7 separate regions of the Mus musculus genome follow, and regions 1, 3, 4, 5, 6 and 7 are each linked to region 2. The links are chromatin contacts, called in public Hi-C and HiChIP or PLAC-seq maps. All regions are on one chromosome and are shown on one strand. The core of a region is the stretch at or near the end of the contact, and the rest is flanking DNA. Distances in the headings are between cores, read along the strand shown.

The links. A called contact is a pair of places that touch in the nucleus more often than the background predicts. HiChIP or PLAC-seq counts read pairs in DNA pulled down with a chosen protein or histone mark.
Region 1: an H3K4me3 HiChIP or PLAC-seq map of bone marrow-derived macrophages shows a contact between it and region 2, with 2.4 times the contacts expected there. The contact joins the promoter of Prph here to the promoter of Larp4 in region 2. A contact is called at or near these places in 3 of 39 promoter capture datasets (hippocampal neurons, liver and pre-B cells) and 1 of 115 datasets of contacts at active chromatin or transcription factors (bone marrow-derived macrophages).
Region 3: a contact with region 2 is called in an H3K4me3 HiChIP or PLAC-seq map of embryonic stem cells, with 7 times the contacts expected there. The contact joins the promoter of Smagp here to the promoter of Larp4 in region 2. A contact is called at or near these places in 4 of 39 promoter capture datasets (3T3-L1-derived adipocytes, fetal liver, hippocampal neurons and 1 more), 2 of 484 Hi-C or Micro-C datasets (LSK cells and embryonic stem cells) and 5 of 115 datasets of contacts at active chromatin or transcription factors (embryonic stem cells, extraembryonic endoderm stem cells and large pre-B cells).
Region 4: an H3K4me3 HiChIP or PLAC-seq map of bone marrow-derived macrophages shows a contact between it and region 2, with 8 times the contacts expected there. The contact joins the promoter of 4930578M01Rik here to the promoter of Larp4 in region 2. A contact is called at or near these places in 2 of 39 promoter capture datasets (liver and pre-B cells) and 2 of 115 datasets of contacts at active chromatin or transcription factors (bone marrow-derived macrophages and pancreatic cancer cells).
Region 5: a Hi-C map of muscle stem cells shows a contact between it and region 2, with 3 times the contacts expected there. The contact joins the promoter of Prpf40b here to the promoter of Larp4 in region 2. A contact is called at or near these places in 2 of 39 promoter capture datasets (hippocampal neurons and liver), 2 of 484 Hi-C or Micro-C datasets (embryonic stem cells and muscle stem cells) and 2 of 9 other capture datasets (adipose tissue and pancreatic islet).
Region 6: an H3K4me3 HiChIP or PLAC-seq map of embryonic stem cells shows a contact between it and region 2, with 7 times the contacts expected there. The contact joins the enhancer-like site here to the promoter of Larp4 in region 2. A contact is called at or near these places in 10 of 39 promoter capture datasets (the 3T3-L1 cell line, 3T3-L1-derived adipocytes, HPC-7-derived erythroid cells and 6 more), 1 of 484 Hi-C or Micro-C datasets (cortical neurons) and 5 of 115 datasets of contacts at active chromatin or transcription factors (bone marrow-derived macrophages and embryonic stem cells).
Region 7: an H3K4me3 HiChIP or PLAC-seq map of embryonic stem cells shows a contact between it and region 2, with 12 times the contacts expected there. The contact joins the promoter of Tmbim6 here to the promoter of Larp4 in region 2. A contact is called at or near these places in 3 of 39 promoter capture datasets (embryonic stem cells, hippocampal neurons and neural stem cells), 5 of 115 datasets of contacts at active chromatin or transcription factors (bone marrow-derived macrophages, embryonic stem cells, stem cell-derived neural progenitor cells and 1 more) and 1 of 9 other capture datasets (adipose tissue).

Annotation. Positions count from the first base shown.
Region 1 is chr15:99,053,303-99,056,990 of GRCm38.p6, forward strand. Prph (peripherin) reads left to right here and starts at 1,872. Exons shown (of 8, transcript NM_013639.2): 1 at 1,872-2,461; 2 at 2,802-2,862; 3 at 3,039-3,134; 4 at 3,467-3,688. The coding sequence starts at 1,905.
Region 2 is chr15:99,971,104-99,974,797 of GRCm38.p6, forward strand. It overlaps Larp4 (La ribonucleoprotein domain family, member 4), which reads left to right and starts at 1,677. Exons shown (of 16, transcript NM_001024526.2): 1 at 1,677-1,880. The coding sequence starts at 1,863. It overlaps 2310068J16Rik (RIKEN cDNA 2310068J16 gene), which reads right to left and starts at 2,184. Exons shown (of 1, transcript NR_028124.1): 1 at 1,064-2,184.
Region 3 is chr15:100,635,204-100,638,619 of GRCm38.p6, forward strand. It overlaps Smagp (small cell adhesion glycoprotein), which reads right to left and starts at 1,737. Exons shown (of 4, transcript NM_174992.4): 1 at 1,356-1,737; 2 at 984-1,052. The coding sequence starts at 1,017.
Region 4 is chr15:98,984,032-98,987,784 of GRCm38.p6, forward strand. It overlaps 4930578M01Rik (RIKEN cDNA 4930578M01 gene), which reads left to right and starts at 1,934. Exons shown (of 4, transcript NR_045991.1): 1 at 1,934-2,055; 2 at 3,726-3,753.
Region 5 is chr15:99,293,681-99,297,009 of GRCm38.p6, forward strand. It overlaps Prpf40b (pre-mRNA processing factor 40B), which reads left to right and starts at 1,558. Exons shown (of 26, transcript NM_001370635.1): 1 at 1,558-1,748. It also overlaps a transcript of Fam186b not described here.
Region 6 is chr15:99,419,323-99,423,001 of GRCm38.p6, forward strand. It overlaps Nckap5l (NCK-associated protein 5-like), which reads right to left. Exons shown (of 13, transcript NM_001001884.1): 13 at 2,712-3,586. The coding sequence ends at 3,377. Among named protein-coding and RNA genes, the nearest start is that of Nckap5los, 12 kb to the right of the region's middle. RefSeq lists an enhancer at 632-2,235. Within about 2 kb of position 1,354, at least 174 of the 459 cell types and tissues checked have an H3K27ac peak or open chromatin away from gene starts, as enhancers often do. A contact at or near this core is called in embryonic stem cells, liver, pre-B cells and 1 more, where this site is marked.
Region 7 is chr15:99,390,833-99,394,376 of GRCm38.p6, forward strand. It overlaps Tmbim6 (transmembrane BAX inhibitor motif containing 6), which reads left to right and starts at 2,115. Exons shown (of 10, transcript NM_026669.4): 1 at 2,115-2,208.

The sequences.
Region 1 (3,688 bases), core at 622-3,121, 920 kb before region 2:
TCAGAGCCCTGAAAGCGCCAAGGCGCCAAGGCTTCTTCTACATACTCACCTCTGACCCACCAGCCCCCCACCCCAGCCCAGGTCTGACGAAAGGTACCTCTCTCCACTGCAACAACTGGGGTGTGGCAGGCTCTGGTTTATTCGCCTTGTTCTCCCTTCCCCAACCCCCCTTTTCTCATCCCCCTAGCAACCAAACTAGATCCATCAAAGAGCAGGACCTGGCAGCCGAGCTGGGAGAGACTAATAGCCTGGAAGGAAGGCGGGGCCTGGAGAGGAACGGAAGCCTAGGGATGCAAGCCAGCACTGGGCGTTGGCTCTGACCCATCTCGGAGGACACACGGAAGGTGGGGGAGTTCTCTGCTCTGCAGTCTGCAGGGAGCCATCCTCCTTATCCCAGTCAGGCATCCAGCCTAGAACCCCAAGCCTTCTTCTCTTACACCCGTCTCTTTCTCAGGACCCAACTGAGGTAGACTCATCCTGTTTGAGAGTCCCAGGGTCCCCAGTGGTAGCAGACACATGGCTCTCAGCAAACCCAAAGGGCTTCAGCATCCTTTCTCCTGCAGAGAATCCAGACGGCCTCTGTCCACTCCTGGGACTGCCTGTGCTGCATTCTGGAAGTAGTGTGTCACACAAAGGTCAGACACCAGCCTTTCTGCTAACTGGGGTGTGGGGGCGCTGTTAAGGGGTGTAGCTGTGTATTCCTGTCATGTCTGTGCACACATGCATATTTGTAGCCTCTACAAAGCTGGCTCAGTGAGTATTGGGCAAGTTATCTGTGGACCTGTCGGAGGACTTCTCTCTCTAACAGGCTGTAGTGGCTGGGTATCTCTCCCATCTCATCTCCCTTTATCTGCACCATGTCTGGGTACCTGCATCTCCTCTGCACTGGAGACTGGTGCCTACTAGTCTATATGTCTTTCAGCCCTGGCAGCTGCTATCCCCCACCCCCCTCCCCTTCCTACTTCAGGAATTCCTCTGGTTCCCGTAAGGCCCGTGACTGCCCAGCAGATGGTGTGGAGGGGGCACCAATCCAGTAAAGGCTGAAAGTGTACCACAGGCCCACTCAGCCCCAACAAGAGTGGGCACCTCACAGGCCCTTTCATGGCACAGACCCTTGGAACCCCGACATCCTCAGCACCCTGTGAGGTGCCCACTCTTGTTGGGGTGGGTGTTACGTCCGAGTTTGGGGGCTGTGTCTTTAAGATGGAAACATCACCATGCAACTTCTGCTGGTCCAAGGGCGGGGGTGGGGGTGGGAGAGCTGGTCAGTCCATTAGCTGCAGAGCTGGCGCCAATCACCAGCCCTTTACCGTGCCCTGGGGAGTAGGCAGAGATAAGCTCTTCCCCAGCTCCCTCTGCCTCAGCCCTCGGTTGTGGCCAATGATGGGGGGCAGTTGACAACAGGTGAAAGGAGAACCCCAGTTTCAGGAGACAGGAGGAGGCACGAATTCCCTGGCTTAGGCCAGGTTAGCTCTCCCTCCACCTACCCCACTTCTCATTGCTCAAAACTTGCCCTTTTCCTCAGGTCCTCATATTCCCTAATTTTTACCCCCTCTTCTGAGAGGGCACCCCAGGTCAAGCCATGTCCTCCCATTCTAGGCTCCAGCGTTGGATGCATGCTCTAAGGTAGACCTTAGCCCACCTCCATCACATCCCGGATCTCAGCCAGCAACAAGGGGGAATCAAGCAGGCAGGGTGCCAGCAACCAGGAGAGGGAAGGGGTGGTGTCCTCTCTCTGCAGGGTGGGGCATCCCCCTCCCCACACAGCCCAAGGCTGAAGTCAGGCCAGTGGGAGGAGCTGTCGTGGCCCCCCACCCCCCCTCCCCGGAGACCGCAGGGCTATAAAGCCGCCCCGCATCGGTCTGCAGCTCCTTGCCACCCGGCCTAGTTCTGCCAAGCGCTGAATGCCATCTTCCGCCAGCATGAGCCATCATCACTCGTCGGGCCTGCGGTCCAGCATCAGCTCCACCTCGTACCGCCGGACCTTTGGGCCGCCGCCCTCACTGTCCCCCGGGGCTTTCTCCTACTCGTCCAGCTCTCGCTTCTCCAGCAGCCGCCTGCTGGGCTCGGGGTCCCCGAGCTCCTCGGCGCGGCTGGGCAGCTTCCGTGCCCCTCGAGCGGGGGCACTGCGCTTGCCCTCGGAGCGCCTCGATTTCTCCATGGCCGAGGCCCTCAACCAAGAGTTCCTGGCCACTCGGAGCAACGAGAAGCAAGAGTTACAGGAGCTCAACGACCGCTTCGCCAACTTCATCGAGAAGGTGCGCTTCTTGGAGCAGCAGAACGCAGCCCTGCGCGGGGAGCTGAGCCAGGCGCGGGGCCAGGAGCCGGCGCGCGCCGACCAGCTTTGCCAGCAGGAGCTGCGCGAGCTGCGGCGCGAACTGGAGCTGCTGGGCCGGGAGCGCGACCGGGTGCAGGTGGAGCGGGACGGGCTGGCGGAGGACCTAGCGGCGCTCAAGCAGAGGTCAGAGGGCAGGACCGGGCCTGCCAGACGCTCCCTTCGCTCCCCCTGCCTTCCCCTCCAGATCCAACAGCCCTAGGGCGTGGCCGGGCTGGCCAACCCCAGGGCGAGCCTGCAGCATCCAAGCCAGCCCCCTCCCTGCACTTTGCTCCGAGAGCCTAGCGGAAGTGACCAGACATTAAGGGGACTCCCTTCTCTGTTCCTAGTCCGTTAGACGGGCAGACTGAATCCCTCCTTTTAGATCCAGGACAGCTGCATAAGCAGATGGGGGCGGGGTGCTGGATGTGGCACGAGGTCTGGGAGGTCACCCCGCAGTTCAGCATCTTCCCACTCTGCCTGTCAGGTTAGAAGAAGAAACCCGCAAGCGGGAGGATGCGGAGCACAACCTGGTGCTCTTCCGTAAGGTGAGTGAGGGGTCACGTCGAGTCCCAACACCCCAGCTGCACCCCCAGCTGCGTCTCCAGGGTGGCATCGGTGGGTTAAGGGAGGCCACTCCGTGCTTCCGAGACAGACAGGGAAGACCTGGCCCTTCCCTGGCCTGAGGAGCCCTCCTATTGATCCCCTATTCCCGTTCGCGAAGGACGTGGACGACGCCACTCTGTCCCGCCTAGAACTGGAGCGCAAGATTGAGTCTCTGATGGATGAAATTGAGTTCCTCAAGAAGCTACACGAAGAGGTGGGTGGTCGGGGTGTCTGGGAAGGCTTGGGAGAGACCTCGCTGAAGCTGCGCAGACAACAGGGATGCGTTGTGATGACAACCCCACCCTTTACAGGTGTTTTTGACTCCCACCCATGCGCCACCTGTTGGCGATAGGGGTAACTACACCCTGAACCTGACAACTGGCTTAAGGGCAACTTGGGCTCAGGTCTCAGAATTCAGAGGGGGTGCACTCCCTAGCACCCCCTTCTGTTCAAGAAAAAGGGGAGCTTTTTAATTAATTAATTAATTAATTAATTAATTAATTAATTAATGTTCTATTCACAACCCCCGCCTTTCCTGTCCCGTAGGAACTTCGAGACCTGCAGGTGAGCGTAGAGAGCCAGCAGGTGCAGCAGGTGGAGGTAGAGGCAACAGTGAAGCCAGAGCTGACGGCGGCGCTGAGGGACATCCGTGCACAGTACGAGAACATCGCGGCAAAGAATCTGCAGGAGGCAGAGGAGTGGTATAAGTCGAAAGTGCGAGAGCATTGGGGGAACCCTGGGGGACCAAGGGTGGGGAGGCACTGGGAA
Region 2 (3,694 bases), core at 427-2,926:
AGTGAGTCTCTTGTGAGGCAAAGGAAAGGGGGTTATATGGGTTAAGAAAAAGAAAGTTGGGGCTGGGTGTAGTGGTGCATACCTTAATCCCATCACTGAGCAGGTACAGGCAGGAGGATCTCTGAGCTTGAGGTCAACCTGGTCTACAAAGTGAGTTCCTGGACAGCCAGGAATACACAGAAAGATGTTGTCATGGGGAGGTAGACTTGTGGGGAGGGGAAGGGAGAAAGTAAGCAAAAGAAACAGAAAGGAAAGAATTGAAAGGTTAGGCCTGCAGAGATGGTCTAACCTTTTTTGTTAAGAGCACTGGTTGCTTTTGTTGAGGACTCAGGTTCAGTTCCCAGGCATGCAGGAGGGAGCATATACATGCCTGCAGGCAAAGAGCCATATGTATAGAATGAAAATAAATTTTTAAGAAAGATAAAGAGGGCTGGGCATGGTGGCACACACCTTTAATCTCAGCACTCGGTGGGGGTGGGGGTGGGGGTGCACAGGCAGGCGGATTTCTGAGTTCTAGGCCAGCCAGGTCCACAAAGTGAGTTCTAGGACAGCCAAGATCTACACAGAGAAACCCTGTCTCAAAGTGGGGAAAAAAAAAAAAAAAAAAAACAAGAAAACAAGCAAGAGTTGATGAAATGAAAACATCACTTTAAGGTGTTGTTCCAGCATTCAGGTGGCAGATAGGTAGATCTCTGTGAGTTCAAGCCAGCCTGGTCTACAAAGTGAGTTCCGGGAACAACCTAGTCTACACAGAAACCCTGTCTCAAAAAAACGGAAACACACACACACACAAATATATATATGTAAATTTTTTATTTTTTTGTTTTTTTTGAGACAGAGTTTCTCTGTGTAGCCCTGGCTGTCCTGGAACTCCCTCTGTAGACCATGCTGGCCTTGAATTCAGAAATCCGCTTGCCTCTGCCTCCCAAGTACTGGGATTAAAGGCGTGTGCCACCACGCCCGGCTCATGTTTTTTTAAATTAAAAAAAAAAAAAGTGTTTGAAACTGGAGCAATAGAGACTGGTAGAGGAAGAATAACTCTAGTAAAAATAATTAAATATTTGTATACTATTTTATTTGACTATGAAAACATAATAAAGAAGAGATCTAGGCTAATTATTTTTAGTAGAGCATTAAGCATCACAGCGGAGCATCATTATGTTAATGAGACCTGATTCCGAGGGGCTTGGGCTAAAGTTTTATCAAAGTTGTAGCGAAAGGAATCTGACTGTTCCAGCACTCCTCCAACAATACATTCATAGGGTCTTAAGATTAACTTATGCAAAATGCTTAGTAAAGTACAAGCACTGAGTAGCTGAAGAGTATCTTAGCTCCCTCTTCAGCTTTTTTTTTTTTTTTTCTAATGAGGGGCGGGAGGAGCCAGTACGTCATCAGCAGGGGCGGGTGCACTCGGTCGCTTTTTAATCGGACCTAGGTTTTTAACCACGAATCTGCGCAAGGGTTAGCAGTGCGGTGTCAGCTTTTTGGTAGAAAGTACAAATGCTTTAGTGAGCGTTTTGCACAGCCCGGCGCGGCCTCCCGGGCGTCGACCCACACGCGACACGTACCACACACTTTCGCCTTCGCCGCCACAGACGAGCCTGCCGGAGCGAAGCACGCACAGGGGCGGGCAGGCCCTCCGCCCCCGGAAGCAGTTTTCCTCCAGAACCGGAAACAGTTGTTGCTTCCCGGGAGGAGGGACTGGGCGGGTCAGGGCGCAGCGGCTGACGGCGGGGGAGGAGCCGGGTCCACTGCCGGGTGGAGGGGCAAGGCGAGTGTCCTTATCCTACCGACCGGGGCCCGGGCCTGGGAGCCAGTTGGAGTCGCGGCAGCGTGAACGATCGGGCCGAGCGGAAGCAGACATGTTGCTCTTCGTTGAGGTGAGTGGCTCGGGTCGCCCGGTCGGGCTCTGAGAAGAGCCGGAGTGTTCGGGGCGCGGGCCGGTCCCACCGCCATGTGACTTTCCAGGCCGTCCACGCCGCGGAGCCCGACGAGAGGCTGACACAGCACCTGGGCCGTGCAGGCCGTGCAGCCCCGCTGTGCCCTCCGCAGGCCCGAGGAGCCTGTGTGGGTCGAGGCCCCCGGCGGCAGGGAAAGGGAAGGCGGCGCGTCGGGGGCTGGGCTGAGGTGGCGTGAGGAGCCGAGGGAGCCGAGGGTGTCCCATATGGAGCTCCTGAAGGAGGCGAGCGGGCGGGCGGGCGGCGGGGGCGGAGCCTGCGGAGAAAGGGCGATCAGGTGGGCGCGCTGGGGGTGAGCGAGGCCTCGCGGGGCCGCCTGGGACGGAGCGAGCAACATGTGGGAGCGCGGGAGAAGGGGAACTGCGGGCGCGGTGGGGTTTTGTCTCGCTAACTGGGGAGGGGCGTGTTGTTGTTGTTTTTTTTTTTTTTTAAGAGAGTAGAAAGCTCGCCCGCTCCCCCCACCTCCGGACCCCCCAAGCTGCACCAAAATTTTGTTGGGTTGCGTCCGCCGGCTCTGGAACGTTCGAGGGGGGTGCGGGGGGAGAAAGCGAGCTGGTGCGAACGGCGAAGCCCCACAGGGGTCGGAAGCCTTGAAAGGCACCGCTCTGACCTTTTGTAAAAGTTACTCGGGCTGCGGCTGCGTGGTGCGGGTTGATTCCGCGAACCTGTTCGGGGCCAGTTACAAGGAAAATTGCAAAGGAGGAGAGAAACTTAGGTGAAGCCGGGGTTTTGTGGTGGTGTTGGATCGGTGGAAATACCGTTTCTATTGGACCGTCTACCGTCCGCCTGTTTGAGATTTCAAGGTAGTGATTACCTGTCTTAGACAAATAATGAAGTTTAATTTCTCTCGTTTCTGCCCGGTTGTGTTGAGTGAGCATCAGCTGACTGCCTGGCAAATGCTTTGAGTAGATTCCAGATCATATTGTTCTTACATTGTGAAAACGTCAATCCAGCAAAGCTGCAACTTTGCAACTTGGCATTTGTTAACTATGCCCATAAAAAGAATCTTTTCATGAGAGACGGAATCACAGGTTGTATAATGGACTTGGAAGATGGGGCTAACTTAGGGGCAAAGAGTGTTCAGAGTGGTGGTGGGAGAATCTTAGGGTAGTCTGGCATAAAGTAAATAAGCAATTCTTATTTTTCATTGTGTATATTCGTTGTACTTGGTATTGTGTTACATAAGGACATTTTCACACAAACACGTGTATTGTATATTAAGCAAATAACTGCTTATATCTTCTATACTCATTTTCCCTCATTACTGATCTACCTTTCAGTTGATAAGTTTGGGATCCTAAAAATTAGGCGTTAAAGACGCTTAATTAATGTATGCTGAAGGTCAGTAGTATGTATTCATTTGGATATTTGAAACAGTCCACTAAAAATTTCGAACAGTGGACTCAATCTTTCTGTTTATTTTGTTGTTATTAATTTAAGTTCACCTTGGTTTTGAAAAGGACAAGAAATCAGGTTTTATTGTAAGCAGGGCTTAGTTTCCTTTTTAGGAATTACCATGCCGTGCAAATATTGTTCACCCCACCCCCGGAGACAGGGTTTTTTCTTTGTAGCCCTGGCTTACCTGGCACTCCTCTTTAGACCAGACTGGCCTCAAACCCAGAGATCTGACTGCCTCTGCTTCCTGAGCCCTGGGATAAAAGGCATATTTCCAAGTTTAGACATAGTATATGCCTTTACCTCCCAGAGTGCACCTCTACTCCTGGCTCTGCTAATGA
Region 3 (3,416 bases), core at 487-2,986, 660 kb after region 2:
GTATTGTGCTAGATGAAATAACCAGACGGGAAGGGGTAAACACTGAGCCTCACTTCACTCTTCTAGAGACTTTGTTGCAAAGCTCGCCTCCCACTCCAGAGCCTTTACCCACCAGCCTGAAGGGCTGTCCTCCGTTCCTCTTTGCCCACCACTTCTCACCAAGCAGCAGTCTGAATCACGTGCTCCACTAGTTCCAGGAGAAACTGCCTCAGATTTTGCCTTCCCCGGGTTCTCCCTCCCCGAACTTCATATCAGCAAAAAACAGTGTCCCTCAAAGTGAACGTTTGTTCTATACATAAGAAAACAAGTTAGTTCCTCCCACACCCAGGCTGGCACAAGGTGAAACCAATTAATATGTAAATATCCGTCAGCGCGCCAGAACCAGCCTGATTAGGAAAGGAAAGGTGAGACTCAATTCACCACCTGGCTCCTAGAATTTTTAAACACACCCCACATCCCTCTAGCCCAGGCTAGACTTAAATTCACTATTTAGCTGAGGATAACCTTGAGTTTCTGGTACTCCCGCCTCTACGTCCCAAGTTGCAGGGACTGCAGGCACAAGCCATCAAAATGGGTTTCATCTCAAGTTCTCTACCAATTAAGCGACATCACGAGTCCTCCCGGTTATCTTTAGAAGATTCCCTTTCTCCTTTACTTAACTACTGGGGTGAATGTAAAAATGGCTCCTTTGGGCATCAAAGAACTTCCTAAACCCAGGTGACTCGCAGTGCTTGGAATTGGTCCGGTCCAGACTTGAGAATAAAATAGCGCAAAAGGGCACACTGAAGTTGAATTCTGTTTTCTTGGAGCTTTTTCCTGCGTGAGGCCCGACAGCGGGTTGGTAGGGGTAGGGTGGGGTGGAGTGGGGTGGGGATGGGTGAGTCTTCCAGTCTACACTGAGTGAGGCCTCGCGGAATTCCAAGACCTGTTCTGGGGTGGGAATTCTTAAACAGCCCCCCTACTCCATAACTTTCATCACCTACCTTCAGGAGAAGGTGTGGCCGGTAGGTTGTTCATCGTTGCTGAGGGCAGGCTATTTCGTAGGGTCAGATCTGTGGGAAGAAGGACGGACAAGAATGAGGTGGACGGGCTCCTGAGGTCGCAGGGCTTGTAGATCCCAGGAGAGCCTCGGGCGCCAGGTTTTCCCCGAGTCCCTTCCCCTGGATATATCCACTCTCTTCCTTTCGGTTCTAATCAGCTTCCATAAACAAATCCTTCCCCCAAGAGCTGACCCTGGTCGCAGGGTCGGGGAATGGGTGGCGTTGGTGACCCTTTCCCCAGGCCTGGGAAAGTTAAGCAAGGGTCGGCCCGGTTGCGCCCATGAGCGATCCGGGTCCCTTAGCCACCTGCATTACCTGGGCTTCCAGGGCCAGGAGCCCCGCCGAGCCGTCCGCTGGGTGCGCCCCGCTCCCCGGGGATCCCGCGTGCCCCGGGCCCGCGCCCTGGCCGTCGAGTGTCCCTGCAGCCGCGCAGTACCCGTGCGGGTCAGGTCGCAGGCGCGCGGCGGCCGAGTGCGGGCTCCGGGCTTCCGCGCAGCGCGCTCACCTTTCCAGTCCGACGGGCGGGCAGGGCCGGGCGCCGCGCGTCCTTTTGAACTCGCCGGGGTGGGAGCGGCCGAGAGTCGCCGGAGCCGCGCCCGGGACCCCGCGCCGAGCGGCCGCCGAGCCCGGACCGCGGTGGGAGGGACAGGAAGGAGCTCGGGGCCGCCCTCAGCAGGTTCCCCCGGGAGGAAAGGCCACTGTCCGGAGCCGCTCCGCCCCCGTGCCGGGCTCGGCCGGGGTCGGCAGCGCCAGCTGTAGGGCGAGCGAGGGGCGTGTCCCGCGGGAGCTCAGTCACGCGTGGGCCCTCTGGAGTCCGCGACTTCGGGGCGACTTAGCCGAGCACCTCCCGGGGCCACCTGGACCTTCCGCGTGCGACCTTCCCAGGAGGCGGTGGAGCGTGGAGAGGGTAGGAGGTGTGGCTGTGGGCTGTTTAGGATTAAAAGCTCCAGCGTAAGTGCTTGCCAGCTGGGTGGCTGTGGGCACATTCCTGAACACCTCAGTAGTCGGTTTCCTCATCCCTAAAATGGGGACTGAAAGTGGCAATTCCCGTAAGGCCGTTTTACAGCCTTGGTCCTAGCCCGAGGCAAGCGCCTTGATTTAAATATTCATCAGTGCTGTACTTTAGCAGCAGTTGGACTCACGTCAGTGACAGGAAATGCTCCCAAATTAACTAGAGGAACTCGTTGACTAAGAGGCAATAATTCTATATAACAGGCTCTGGAGGTGGTCCCGCTGTGTAAGCTAGCGCAGGTTACTTCTGATTCTTTGGGCAAAGCTGTGTGAACTCAGGGTTAGGGTTATTGCGGAGCTCCAATGAGTTGCCTAGAACCTCACCTAGCACATGATAATGTGCTCAAAAAACACTGGCCAGGTTACCTGGGTAGCTCACTGAGGGTCGGACCTGACCAACCACACTTGGCTTTCATGTCTTTTTTTTTTTTTTTCTTTAAAATATAACCTTTAAAAGTTGCTTTGGGGGGCGGGGGAGGGGGGGAGAGGGGTTAGCTGGAGAAAGGCTCCCAGTAGTTCACAACGTCCTGTGATTCAGTTTCAGGAGATCTTGATGCCCTCTTCTGGCCTCCACCGGCACCGGCAGGCTCACTTAAAACTTTGCTGGGGCTGATGAGAAAGCTTAGTCAGTGAAGATACCTAACTGCCTTGTAAAGCTAACAACTGAGTTTCCCAGAAACCACAAGCTGGCCTCAGGTTAGGACCCACTGCCTCAGCTTTGGTATTGCTGGCACGACAGGTTGGCACATGACACCCAGTCTATACCCAGACGCAGCCTGTCAACACTGTCCAGAGTCTGGGGAGCAGGGACTCAGGATGCGTCTGTGTCAGACCTCCATAAGGAGTCAAGTGAATCGATGATGGACACGGTCTCACATGGACAGCCAGTCTTCTCCAAGAGTGAAACTTAAGCCTCGGAAACTGAAGCAGCCATGCTTTTGTCAACAGACCTCTAGGGACCTCAGGGCAGACAAGAGACAGGTGACATTTATCTTCGCCTGGCTTTATTGGCTTCCTTGTGCTTCTACTGGGGTGGCCGTGTTCTGTGTCCTTGCCTTTTTCCTGGATGATGTCTGGGCCAACTGTTCAGTTCCCGGCTGAGACTGTCCACACTACCCAAGCATGTGGGCCCTTTCCTTCCCCCTTGGATGCTTCCTTGGGATCGCAGTAAAGTACCATGTTCACAGCGTAGTGCATTTTCCACTCTAGCTGTGCCTCTGTTGTAGCAGTTACTGACTTACCCCCCACCCCCATCAGACAGGAAGTCCTACAACTTGGACATGGCCTACTCCCCCAAAGAGTTCCCATTTTATTGGGGGGGGGAGAGACAAAGACAAAGCAAACCCCATAAGCAAAAGGCTTGAA
Region 4 (3,753 bases), core at 684-3,183, 990 kb before region 2:
GTTATACCAGTGACACTAGCATTTCTCTATCTTTGAAATCCTCTTTATACAAGGCTTATGGGTTTCATTACTGAAATTTCACAAGCGTCTTAAGTTTTATTGGGGTCGTAAATAAACACGCTGTAAGATGCAAAACTATTTACGTTTTTGATTTGTACTTTTTTTTTGGTTTTTGGTTTGTTGTTTTTTTGAGGTTTTTGAGACAGGGTTTCTCTGTGTAGCCCTGGCTGTCCTGGAACTCACTCTATAGATCAGGCTGGCCTCGAACTCAGAAATCTGCCTGCCCCTGGCGTGTGCCACCACGCCCGGCTGATTTGTACTTTAAATGGCCTCTCTGATCTGGGTGATTGGTCTCTCACATCAAAAATTTGACTTCTCAAAAAAAAAAAAAAAATTGAATGTCTCAGGGAAGAGAGATGTATTATTTTTTAAATCCGGTAAAATATATTTCTTAAAATTAATAGATGAACCATACTATTAATGCTTAGAAAGATACATTTGCACAATGTAAAGCTTCAAATCCATGAAGCCTGTCTGTCAAGCTATTATACCAAATTTCCAAGGCTTTATTCGTTTAATTTGGCGTTGATGTAGGCCATTAGTAATGAACAACAAAAGTTCTCAGAGAGGGACATTTAATTATCTTAAAGATAAAGTTAGAGATCAGGTGAAGTGGGAGGGCTGGGGCCCACATGTCCCTGTGGCCTGAGTTATTGTCCATTTATTCTCTCATTTAATCCTCACACCACTCTCTGGAGCCTGTCTCTTTCTAGCCTCTCCTCTTGGTAGATAAGGAAATTAGTCCAACAACACAAAGAAACACAGCCGATACCTCCCCTCCCCCGCCCAGGCTGGTCCAGTTCCGAGAGCCACAATGTGAGAACCTTTTTGGTAGAAGTAAGAAATATTAAATATTGAAAACCATCGAATTCACGATGAGAGGTTAAGCCGACATCTGTCTGTCTCTATGGACACAGACCAGTGGCTTTAGCCTAGTGTGTTCCTGCCACAACCTTTACAGCAAGGGGGTAATCTTTTATTTTCTTTTTCTTTTTTTTAAATGTTTATTAGATTTATTTATTCTGATCTTTTATTTTCTGACAACGTCTCTGCCCCCGCCCAGTTCTTCTTTCTCTTACATACCCATTATGTTAATAAACTATCTTATAAAATGTCACTACTCTGTCACTTTAAGCCAGGCCCCGGTCCAGAGAGCCAATGTTACCAACATTTCTCCTTCGGTCTTCACGGATGTATGTGTATAAGTGTGTCATTTGTTTTGTGTGACTTTTAGAAACAGGAACCGCGCCATGCTGTATTTTCTGTTTGACTTGTCTGTCCTTTTCCTCTCTGTGCCCTGTGGAGCTCCTTTTAAACGTTTCTGCCTCTTCCTCCCAGCTGATGCGGCTAGCATCAGAACCTTTCCCTTGTTTTCACTCAGCTCTTGAAATGACTTCATGGCACAAGCCAACATCTAACTGGGTTTGTATTCACGGGGCGGGTTGAAACAGGCACACGCGTTATGGCTGACTGGAGTGTTACTAACAACACAGAGGAACTAGAGAAGCAGGCGGCCCATAGCAGCACGGTAAGCGCAGAGACCCAGCGCAGGCGCGCTGTGTTCTCACCGTTTATCGTTAGCCCCCTGCCTCCGGGTGGTTAACCCCCACTCTCCAGTCCTTTATTCCTTACACCTGAGGTATTAGTGGCCGACTCACAAAGGCGATGTTGTAAACACGAAGTGAGGTAGCCCAGGGAACGAATCGCAAACCTGGTGTACTGAGCGCTTTCACTTCTGGGATGGTCTTTCAGAGGAAGCACGTCACTGTGGCTCGAGGGAGGGTGGTTAAGGAATGGAGCTATGGGTGTGGTTGGTAGCCTGGAAAGTCCCGGAGGATGGACACGGGGATGCACAGCTGTGACCCAAACCCTTGGGAGACTGAAGAAGCCAGTCTGTCCCACACCGGGAGACTCTGTCCAAAACAAAACAGAAACAACAGTAACAAAACTGGAGAATGCCAGCCGGGAAGACTGTTGATTAGCGGTGTTTCTTGTGTGAGTGAGCTTTGTCACATATAAAATAGGGTGATAGCCAGGGCTATACAGAAAAACCAAAAAAAAAAAAAAAAAGGGTGATAGTGACATCTGGTCTTTTCCAAGTGCAGCCCCCTTTAACCCTCACAGCCGCACCTGTGACGCGGCCTGAGTTTCTTTCTTTCTTTTTTTAATTTATATATTTTATTTATATGAGTACACTGTAGCTGTCTTCAGAAACACCAGGTCCCTTTACAGATGGTTGTGAGCCACCATGTGGTTGCTGGGATTTGAAATCAGGTCCTCTGGAAGAGCAGTCAGTGCTCTCAACCGCTGAGCCATCTCTCCAGCCCCGCAGCCTGAGTTTCTAAATGAGATAATCTATGACTGGAAAGCACTTAGGGTATTTTTGGAGTAAATGATGTTGCGTTATTGTACTGTGCCGATGGTGTGGCCTAAACTTGGCATGAGCTCACATTCGCTGTCTCTTTAATGCTTTTCTTAGTTGCTTTATTTCTTTTGAGACCTTCAAGGATGGGGGTGGGGGTGGGGGTGGGAGCTGTCTTTGAACTCCTGAACCTCCTGCTTCTGCCTCCTGAGTGCTGGGATTACCATCGTGTGCCAGAGCATCTAGCTAATACTCATGAACTCCATGGATATCTGCTGCATGTCTAAAGCCTCGACGTATGTGTGGAAAATATGAAGTGCAAAACAGATCTTGTCCCCAAAAGCGCTTATGATTTTTAAATCGAGGTTCTTTAAAATATGAGGTAACATATTTTGGGAACTTCGAACCCCGAGATTAAAAGCTTTGCTAATGCCCACTGTAGGGGTAGCTGCCATCAACCAACACAAGGCAGAATTATGAATATTCACAATTTGTGAATATTAATATTTTTTTCAAATATTATGAAAAATTTTATCAACTTTTTTTTTTAAACTTACAAACGTAAAGATAAGCCGGTGACATCTGCTTATTTGTTCTAGCTGAGCCTCGAATGTGAAAGGGAGCCTTTGAAGGGTCTCCAGGAGGGCTAACCAGGCTGGTCTCAGGGCTGTCTGAGGGCTGGGGCAGCTGCGGGCAGCCAGTCTCCTGCTGTGTAGCTCTCACAGAAGCACACAAATATTCCATTGTTCTAAACACAATACAAGCGGATACTTAGCGGGCAGATGAAATTTAGTAGGAACCAAAACACACACGAGCAATGAGCAGTACTAGACATGAAACAAGCCTGATTTGGGGGCAGTTTCCAACAAATAAGCCTGTGTTGTTTCTAAAATGTCCGCCTATCCCTCCTGGCTCAGAGAGCTTTCTCTAACCCACAGAACCTGATTTTAGGGTGTGTGTGTGTGAACTCATCCCAACCAGTCCCAAACTGAAATTCCAATTCCACAAGAAGACAACTTCAGCTGTCAAGAGCTGAAGCCACATGTGACTTCTGGTCTGAAAATCAGTCAGACAGCAGATGGGCCAAGTGTTTGTGGAATGTGACAAGGCTCGAGGCCTGAGCCAAGCCCCTTCGCCTTAATTCCAGGCTTAGCTCAGAGAAGAGCAGTTTGGAATGCTTTTCTTTTAAAGGGACAACGTTAAAATATCCTTTTGGTTTTGTGTGTTATTTATGGACTTGAGGCATTAGGGATTGAATTCGGGGAGGCACACACACATTTTTTTCTTCTTGTTTTGTTGACAGGGTTTTTACCTTGTAGCCAGGGTGCCCT
Region 5 (3,329 bases), core at 308-2,807, 680 kb before region 2:
GGTGCAGTGAGCACACATGTGTCCCCCTCCGCCCCCCGATAAATAAATAAAATAAAAGCAAGAAAACATAAGGGAAAGAAGAGACTTTAGATTTTTTTTTAAGCTCGGTTTTGGTTTTATTTTGTTTTTGTTGTTTTGTTTTGTTTTGTTTTGTTTTGATACAGGGCTTCTTTGGGCTACACATTTCCCTGTGTATTCCTGGCTGTCCTCGAACTTGCTGTATAGACCAAGTTGGCCTCGAACTCAGAGATTTGCCTGCTTCTGCTTTCCAAATGCTCGATTAAAGGGGTACACCCACTACCACCTGACATACATTAGATTTAAAGTGCATCATGGATTTGTTATTTGAGATCACTTCAAGAAAGACAAATTAGATCTCAGGGGAAAGGGTTTCTTCCCCTCATGTCCGGCTTTTCATGACGTCCTGGGACATCATTTTAAAGATCAGGTCTCTCACTAGTCAGAAAACACAATGTAGGCTAGTTCGGCTAGCCGCTGAGCCCCAGGGATCTGTCTGCCTCTACAACTCAGTGCTGGCTTGAAGAATGAATATAAGAACTTTTAATACAACTATTGATAAAGCCAAATTGTCTATAGACATAAAGAGGTGTTTTCCTGAGTCAGGTTCAGAAACCTACAGAAGGAAACAGGCAACGTCTTGGTCTTTACCCCGGCTTTGGAGGGGTAAAGAGGTGCAATGCCTCCAACCAGGGCCAGCTGTACTAGCCCAAGAACTTGAGCATGCATGCCCATTAAGTAGCTTCGAGTTCCCTTATCTACATAACTGAACGTTTATCTCTCACTGTAGATGTTACAGAGGCAGATTCTGAAAGTAACCCAGCGCTAAGCGAGAGGCACGTACGCACTCATTTAGGGGATTTGTCGGCTTTGCCCGACACATACGGCTGCTGGCACAGGAGTTTAATTAATAGTTCTTGAATTAAGAAATTAAAACTAAAGCCGGGCGTGGTAGCGCACGCCTTTAATCCCAGCACTCGGGAGGCAGAGGCAGGCGGATTTCTGAGTTCGAGGCCAGCCTGGTGAGTTCCAGGACAGCCAGGGCTACACAGAGAAACCATGTCTCGAAAAAAACCAACAACAACAAAAAATTAAAACTAAAGAAAATACGCAGGGAAAAGAGCCGCTCTGTGAACCGCTGTAGTGCCCTCTGCGCGGGAGAAATTAATGGCTCGGTCCGGTCTGGGTGGTGGCCGCGGAGTCGCGGGCAAGAAGGGGGCTGTGAGCCGGGAGAGCCACGCCGCCCTGCGCAGCCAGCGCGCGGTCAGTCCCAGGCCCGCCCAGGCGCGCTCCGCCCCCGGGGGTGGGCCCAGGCGCGCCCCGCCCCAGGGGGCGGTCCCAGGATTCTGCGCACGTGGGGGCGGGGCCTGGCGCTCCGGGCCGGGGGCGGAGCCGGGCCGGGCACACCGGGCCGGTTGGGGGCTCCGCTCCTCGGCGAGAGCAACCGGAGCCCCGGCCACGAAGGGGTGCGACCCCCCCACTGGCCCCGCCCTCCCGGCCGAAGCCCGGCCAATCAGAGCTGTTTTTACTGGCGAGTGGGCCGAGCCGGCCCAGCTGCTCTGAGGCTCTGGCATGGTAACGTCCCCGCGCGGGGGTGGAGAGGCCCGGGGCTGTCTCACAGCGCCCCCTGCGGCCCGGGCTCGAGCCGGGGAGGCGGGAGGGCCGCCGGGGCACCCGGGACCCTGAGGGAGGGCGAGGGGACCGAGGGGTGAGGAAAAGAAGCCCTGTAGGTAGGTGGGGGCGGGGAGTGAGGGTAGAAGGGGCGGGGAGGCCATTATGGTGCATGGCGGGGGGCGGGGGGGCGGGTGCGACCGGGGGCTGAGGGGACGGAGAGCCTAGGCGCTGTGTGAGGAGGAGGAAGGGATGAAGTGAACGGTGGGTCTGTGGAGAAAGGTCGGGGGCGAAGGGAGGGCAGGCGATGGAAACCAGTTGCCAATCCTAGGCTATTTGGCGTGGCCCGTGCCCCTCCCCCAGACCCAGGCTTGTGCCTTTTGGAAGCCCCAGGTGCCCCTTTGGACCTTAGGGGACACCCTTCCTTACCCATCCGTTCTCAAAACCTGTCTCCCGAGGTTAGGAGGGACTTCTGAGGAAAGAGATGCTCCTGGTTTCCACCTCAGAACCGGAGTAGTCCAAGAAACGGAGGAGCAGAGGCCCCTGGGTCCCAACCCTGGCTCTGCCTTCAGACAGACTGTGGTAACTCTGTGTGACCTTGGGCAAGTCACTACCTTTCTCTGGGCCTTGAATTTCCCATTGACTTTTAAAAAGGAAAATGGGCAGTATGATAAACGGACTCTCCATCCGTTGCAGAAGGGGGCGGGATTTGAGGAGGGAATTCAGGCGAAGGGGTTCTAGGATGCGTCAAGCAGGAGGATGTTGGAGTGGAGACCTTCAGCTTGACTGGGGAAAATTTCTCGGGATTTACGGATAAGAGATTTAAAGCTTGCAAGGCTGGGTCCTGGCAGGCCTGGGCCTTGGGAATCCCGTTGGAGAAATGGGAGAACTCTATAAATAGAGGAAGTTGAACCCTGGAAGTTCAAAAACGATGAGAACCAGAAGTAACAACATTCTGTTTCTTCGGGAGAGTGAAGAGGTGATGGAGGATCAGAAGCAAAATGTTGTATTCTAGAAAGATCTCTAGGCTCTTTGTGGGGAGCAGAAGAAATGCTAGGGCTTACACACCAGAGTAGAGGCTAGGAAGTAGGTGGGGGAGGGGCTGGACCTATTTGGGCTCTGCAGGTCAGTGGAGACAACAGGGTGCTAGAGCTCAGCTGTTCTTTGCAGCGCTCTGCATTGAACCTAGGGCCTTGTTAATGCCGGCAAGAACTGTAGTGCTGAACTACTCTGCCAACCCCGTTTCTTTTTGATGATGGCTGCCTCTCTTTGAGAAATATGCCTCTTAGCCTTCATTTTCTTACAGTTCCTTTGGTGAATAAGTCAGTCCAGGCCTACCTAGGATCACCTGGTTGTCTCAGAATCTCAGGATTGGGATTAAAAAAAATGAGGCTAAGAAATGTCATCTGTGCCATCCTTCTTTCTGGGAGGCAGCTTTATGGGGTCGGACTGCTTGGATTCCAAACCTGCCTCCGCCGTTTAATCTCTGAGAACTGTAGCCACGAAGTAACCTGTTAGAACCCCAGCTTCTCCATGAAATGGGGATACTTTCTCAGAAGGTTGTGAGGATTAAATGGACATGTGGTGTGACTCTGGCTCATAATATGCACCCAGCAAACATTACTGTTAGCCGTGATCTCTGTTCTCTTCCCTGTCTCTCTATTTTTGTCTTTTTCCCTGTTCTTCTGAGTGCTCAGTTC
Region 6 (3,679 bases), core at 104-2,603, 550 kb before region 2:
CACAGAAGTCAGAGGACAACCGATGGCTGTCTGCTCTCTCCTTCCACCATGTGGGCCTGGAGAAGTGAGTCAGGCTTGGTGGCAAGGGCCTTTTACCCCTGAGTCTGTACAGGGGTCTGACTGTTTTTGAAACAGGGTCTTCTGTAGCTGAGGCTACTACATTCTGCAGCTCAGGAAGGCCTGGCCTCCTGCCTCCCAGATGCTGATGCCAAAGTGTCAACACCTCACACCTGGCTTCCAAAAGACCATTTCTTTCTTTTTTGTTTTTGTTTTTTGTTTTTTTTTTTGGAAACAGGGTTTCTTTGTGTAGGCCTGGCTGTCCTAGAACTCACCCTGAAGACCAGGCTGTCCTAGAACTCATAGATCTGCCTGCCTCTGCCTCCTAAGTGCTAGCACGCTGGGCCTTGCTTTCTTCTTATGACAATCTATTATTGAACCTGCGATTTACCATTTGACCCAACTGGCTACTTATCAAGTCCTGATATCCACCTGGCTTGGCCCCCTCCCCCACCCCCAAGTGCTGAGGTTATAGACACACACCTTCAAGCCTGGCTTTTATGTAGGTGCCAGCTATTTGAAACTAGGGTTCATGTTCCCACAAGCAAGAACCGTACCCTGAAACTGGACAGAGGGCTGTGAATCAACCCAGATTTGTAGGTCTTTAATAATTAAAACGTTTTTAAAAAGCTGGTCCCCGGGGCTGGAGAGATGGCTCAGTGGTTAAGAGCACTGACTGCTCTTCCGAGCCAAAGGTCCTGAGTTCAAACCCCAGCAACATGGTGGCTCACAACCATCCTAATGAGATCTGACTCCCTCTTCTGGTGTGTCTGAAGACAGCTACAGTGTACTTAGATATAATAATAAATAAATCTTTAAAAAACAGCTGGTCCCCTTCCCTAAAATCACAGACGACCCCACAAGTACTTACCGTGAACTTTTGGCTTTAAGAGATTTATTTATACACTTGAATTACCCCAGAGAATAAGGGCGGGGATCTAGAGCTGGGGTTTGCTACAGAGCATGTTTTCTTTTTTTAAACTTTTTTTTTTAAAGGAAACAAAACATACTATTTGTGGGGGGGAAAAGTAGAAAAAAGGAAATAAAATAAACCCCTGGCAGCCTTAGAGAGGCTATTTTTTTTTTCTTTTTCTTTGTGTGTGTGGGTGTCGCGGAGGGAGGGGTGGGGGCGGGGGGCTTCCTGCAAAAGGAGAGGTGCCAGTGTGCGGAGCCCGCCTCTTTCCCGCCTTTTGGCTTTGGCCTTTTGGGGGAGGGCAGCTGTCTGGCAGTCTGAACTTCCTGTGTTTGGGAAACCCGGCTGAGGTCTTACATGAACATTCGCCCATTGTTCTTGAGGAGAGTGAGGTCACAGTAACTTTACAAGCAGCTGTTGCAAACCGAGACACCAAGTGTTCTGCCCCAGCCATGATCAAGGAGGTTTTCAGCAAAGCTTTCCTTGAGCGCCAAGAAACCGGGCTCCCTGGAGTATCAATAAACCCACATGCTCCCGCCCTCAAATTCTTTCAGTTGGAACCGAGCCCTGGGTCCGGGGAGGGGGGCCATTGTCATGTGGGCTATGGCTGACTGGGATCAGGCAGGAGTTGGGGGAGGGGGAGATTGTCATGTGGGCTATGGCTGACCATGGTGGGCAGGGCTGCCTCCCGGGACCACTATGGTTCCTGCAGCCTATCCTGCCCTGGGACATTTCTCCAGTCAACTCATTCTGACCCAGGGACCGAGGTGGCACCTGGTATTTTCAAATTCCTAGCATACTGAGCAGACCCTGTCGAGAACATGGATTTTGGTCTTAGCTTTGAAGTGAAGATGAAAGCCCACCATGCCAAACTCCTTTCCAGGAAGGAATGGGATCTAGGAGGCCAACGCAGTTCTAACAGGAAATGATGTAATGCATCAGGCTTAGGGCAATAACAGGTCAAGAAACCAGTCAGGAGTTGGTCAGAAACCAAGATGCAGACTTCCGTTAGTACACCTAGGAAGGGGCAGGGACAAAACTGCATTGTCAGACCCTGTTCTGGTCTTGTTAATTTCTTCAGTGATGGCGTCAGCTAAGGGAAGATGGCAGATGTGGGCGGAGCGTAGAGCGTGAAGGAGAACAGGGGCGGGGCCACCTGGCCTCAGGCTGCTGATGGGGCGGGGCCACCTGGCCTCTCAGTCTAATATACAGATGAGGAAAACCAAGGTTTGTAGTGATAGGTTTTTTTAGGAACGCCAGCTCTGGTGATAAATATCCTTGGCTTCTAGTGCTCCCGAGTCATATAGAGATGGTTTATAAAGCACGAGGAAGTGAGTTGAGAGACAGCATAGTGTGCCGGTGTGAGGGTAGTCCTCTCAGGCTCTTCCCCTCTCGGCCTGGGTAGTCACTGACTGTCCCGTGTCTATATATAAAGCCAGTGGGACTGCTCCGAACTGGCCAGTCCCCAACCTGGAGCATAGAGAGGTTTGAGCGCATGATCACAGGCCTCTTCCCCATCTTTCTCACCAAGGCTGCATGGCCTTGTGTGCCCTCTGGTCAGTGACATCCTCTGGGCTTCAGATCTACACAGGTCACTGTAAGTCACCTTCTAGCCAGCTCCTCCAGGGGAAGGGCACAGAGCCTCATTAGAGCACCCGAGGGTCCCTGGACCTACCCACCAGTCCACCCGAAGGATTATAGAGAAGCCAGCAAGCACAAAGGGGGGGCTGCCACACAACAGTCACGGTGGGGAGAGGCCTCCACGTTTTATTAGGGATGCTGCAGAAGCAGGGCTGCTTTTCAACAACAGATAAATTAACCGCAGTGCGGGTAGGGGTGGGGACTGGGCCAGGCGCTTATATATATATATATATATAAAAACAAAGATGAAGACAGACAAACAGACCCCACGATGTGGGGAAGGGAGGCAGCACCATTCAGACAGCAGGGAGGACCAGGGCAGAGTGAAGGCGACTTGTCCCCCTCACCCCCAAACTCCATAAGCCTGGGGCTTCCAAAATCAGCCCCATGGGGGCTTTGGGGCAGGGTTGCAGCCAGGTTGGGCAGAGGTGGCACAGCTGGCGGGCAGGAAGCCTAGCACCGCAAGATGGCTCGGCCTGAAGTGGGAGCTGGGACAAAGCAGCCTGGAGCCCCCGGTCCCGTAGAGCAGAGCCTTACTCTGGGGGAGTCAAGGGACTGGGGATGAGGTCTCTCCCTGAGCTGAGCATGGTTGTCGCATCCACAGCAGCAGTGGCATACGCCAGGGACCCCCCATCGCCTTCTTATCCTCTTTCTCCTTGGTCCCTTCAGGTCAAGCTTCACCGGCCCAAAGGCGTGGGGCGTGGAGCGCGGAAGCAGGTCGTTGAGGGTCCCTAGCTCCAGAGGAACTGTAGTGGGTGCGGTCCCTCAACCCTGACTCCCACAGGAGGATAGCGAGTCATAGAGGGAGTCACTTAGGGATTCTGAGGTCTCCAGCCCGGGGGCGCCCCCGCTGGCCACTCGGCCTTCCTCGCCCATGTCCGACGTGCTGGGGGTACGACTGCCTCCAAATGCTGGGCCCTGAGGTGTAGATGTGCGGCTGGGATCCACGCTCTGTTTTCGGTCTACGGGCAGGGCCTAGAGGAGAGGTACTGCTCAGAGAGGAATCGTAGCCACCCTGACTGCTGTGGGGGTCCACAGAGGCAGGAATAATGGAAGCCTTCTTCCAAA
Region 7 (3,544 bases), core at 865-3,364, 580 kb before region 2:
AAAGTCCTCAGAATTCCAAATGTCACACAATTTGTAAAAACTATCTGCAGCTGGCAAAATCATGATCCTGCCAGAGCAGGAGGTAAATCCTAGTCAGATGCTGTGGACAGTCTAAAGCAGCCCCATACCCCACACCTGGGACTAAAATAAAACACAGTCTTATAATATGTCTGTGGTTTAAAGGAAGCAGAAATGCCAAGATGATCACTGCGTGTATGTCTGTGTGAGGGATGTTGGATCCCCTGAACTGCAGTTACAGATAGTTGAGTTATCAAGCAGATGCTGGGAATTGAACTCAGTTTTTCTGGAAGAGTAATCAGTGCTTTCAACTGCTGAACCATCTCTTTTCCCTTTTATTTCATTTTCTCTTACGGTTTTTTTTTTTTTTTTTTTTTTTTTTTTTTTTGAGACAGAGCCTCACACCATACAGACCAAAAGGGCCTCATACTCAGAGACCTGCCTCCCTCCCTCTCCTAAATACTGGGTTTAAGGGCCTATGCCAATACCTGGCAGGTTTTTTAAAACGTGTTAATTTTAACTTACATAAGGTGGTTCCCCACTCCCCACCTCCCTTAGTTCCCCAGTTGGAGCATAACCTGTGCAAGAGTTCCCAGTTGGGAAAAACTAATCAAAAACGATGTCCTTAGTTCAGACTGTCCAGAAACTTCAGATCCTCTAGCCTCCACCTCCAGAGTGCAGGCTTACTTGGTCCCCCCCCCCCCCATCTCCATCTCCACCTCCACCTCCACCTCCACCTCCTCCCATTCGATCCCCTCCTCCTCCTCTCTGTCTCTAGTGTCTCTGTCTCTGATCTGCCCAACCCCCAACCCCGTTTCTCCGTGCTTTCTCTGGGTATTTCTGGCTGTTCTGGAACTCGTTCTATAGACCAGGCTGCTCTCAGACCAGCGATCTGCTCGCCTCTACCTCCTGAGTGTGTAGTAGGTAAAAGTTACCTTGGCCCAAACCATGGTCAGCCCTAAGGGCTTTGCTGGAAGCAGAACTGAGAGGCTCAGATGGTCTTCCACCTTTCCTCTACACACTCCTCAGGCTGCCTCACTCTGGAGTCCTTCAGGGCCCTAATTCAGCATGCAGCCCTCAACTACCCAGGATCCAGCTGGAACCCATTCTATACTTGTGATTTCAGACAGTACTAATGAGTTGTGAAATTGATTTTTAAAAGCATAGGCCACAAAAAATAAAAATAAGAAAATAAAGGCTCCTGGTTTTTGGTTTTTTTCTCTCTTTTAAAATTAGCTTCACAGCTCCTTCCAACTAGGTTATGCTCCAACTAGGGAACACGCCCTAAGGGACGTGGCGAGCCAGGGAACCACCTGCTCTTTGACCGCCCTTGGCCAGGTCTCTAAAGAGCTGGTTAGGATTGCAAGACCAGGTCTTTGAGGCCGTTACACCTGACTTGCAGGGCCTTGGGTAACTACCAAAAACCACTCACTTCCATGCAGGTGGTTGTGGTCTCTGTAGCCAGTTTGCTTGGGGCTCCTGAGCTACCGGGTAGCCTCAGACCCTCCAGGCTGGGGTCCCTGGGTCCCTGTAGAATGGCTGGCCCTTCAAAGGTGCTCTGAAGCGTAAGCGCCATTATATTCAATGTTAAAAGGTCTCGAGAAAGCCGGGTGTCGGTGGCGTATGTCTTTAATCCCAGCACTTAAGAGACTGGTCTACAGAGTGAGTTCCAGGAAGGCCAGGACAGAGAAACCCTGTCTCAAAAAACAAAACAGAGATCCCAGGGAGAGCTGCCTCGCTTTCCTTCATTACCATCCCATGAGAGGCTTAAAACCAGCATCTTGGGACATTTTAGTGTCATGGGTGGGTGGTCTCACATGACAACGGTCTAAGCCTGACACGCCCCATTTCACTTTTCCTACTCCATGGGTCTGAAGCCCGACGTCCATCCTTCCTATGTAGGGGGAAGAAGGCGGAGGCCTATTGCTAAGGTGCGGGTTGGTGGCTACAGTCTTGATTGACAGGGGTATTAGCCAATGACTCTGACGAAAGCGGCTGCTGTTTATGAACGTGCAGATAACGGACAGGAGCAGTGCAGCCGGGGGCCAATGAGAACTCGCCTGGGCAGGTCTGAGGGCGGGGTTTCCCTAGGGGGCGGGTGTGGGTAGACTTCCAGCGCCAACCCCCGGAGACTCAGAGCACATCCGGTTTTAGCAGAGCAGGGAAGCTCCGGAGAGGTGGGCTGAGAAGGTACGTGCGAAACTAGGATCGGGCAAACCCGGAGTGAGGGATAGGGAGGGAGCAAGCGCGGGAGAGGGTAGTAGCTTCCGTTTTCGGACGGATCAGCTCCTTAGGCAACCCGGCCTGTTCTGCGTCGAGATCGAAGGAAAGCTGGGCGGGGAGGGACGCGGAGGAACTAATGCCGCGCATGCGCAGCAGCGCCGGCGGGGGCGAGTCTGCGGGGTCTCCCGGGCAGTTGGACCTGTGTCTGTGGCGAAGGCAGGCCTCTTAGCGACCCTCGCTTGCGTCCCTTCCACCCTCAGCCGAGTTCAGGGCTTGAATTCGGGACGGGTCCCCCACCCCTGACTTTGAGGTAAACGAAAGAGAAAGCTGTGTCGTTGTGGTCACCCCGCCCCACCCTGCGATCGCCTCTCGGCTGTTCCTTCTCGGGTTCCTCTGCCTCGCCTGGGTGAGCCGTCGGGGTTGGGGACTTGAGGTAGGCCTGGTTATAAGGCTGCCCTGTCACGGCGGGCCAGGTGATGTCACACTTCTTTATGACACTCGAGATTCCTTAGTTACTTAGAAGCCAATGGTAGAGGCCGAGGTGAGAAGCCCCGGGCTTAGCCTGGCTCCCCAGGCCCACGGAGCAGCCCCACTCTGATCTGATTGGTTGCCTCTGGACAGGTGAGGTGGCCTTGATTGCTTCGTCCTGAACCCTGGGTGAGTTCCAGAGTCTGCCCCGGAAGGGCGGCGATGGGTACTGTTTTTCTTGGACTGACTGATAAGTAGGCTTTGGCTTGCCTGCCTTCGTTTCTTTCCTTTTCTTTTTTTTTAAACAACAAAAACAAAAACAAGTTGTCTGGTGCCAGGCCAGGTTGCTTTGCCTGTCCAACCAGGCTTGTGTTGGCCAAACAACAAAACCACTTTGAACTTGAGACTCTCCAGTTACACAAACTACCTGTGAATGTGTAACACTTCGGACGAGCTGACTGCCTGAAACACAGACAGGAATTTGAAGGCTGAAGGTCAATGCCAGACTTTGTAGTTACTTATTAATATTTGTATGTGGTTTACCTTGTGGCTGTATGGGTATCTTAAGAGAGAGGTATGATTCAGGAAGTCCCTGAATTGCCCAATCACGTTTTCATGCCTTCTGCTAACACACTTAAGTCAGTAGTTGCTACATTTATTTTCTTTGGTGTTTCTTTATTGTCTAATTTGTTTTCTGCTTTGACTTGAACAAGTGGACATTTAGATTCCCCTCAGTTTTCCCCTAGTAGAGAGTGTCTGGAGTCCTTGAGAAACACAGCCTGTAACTTAGATCCACTTTTCCACTTCCATTATTCATCATGGGGAAATCAGGTTG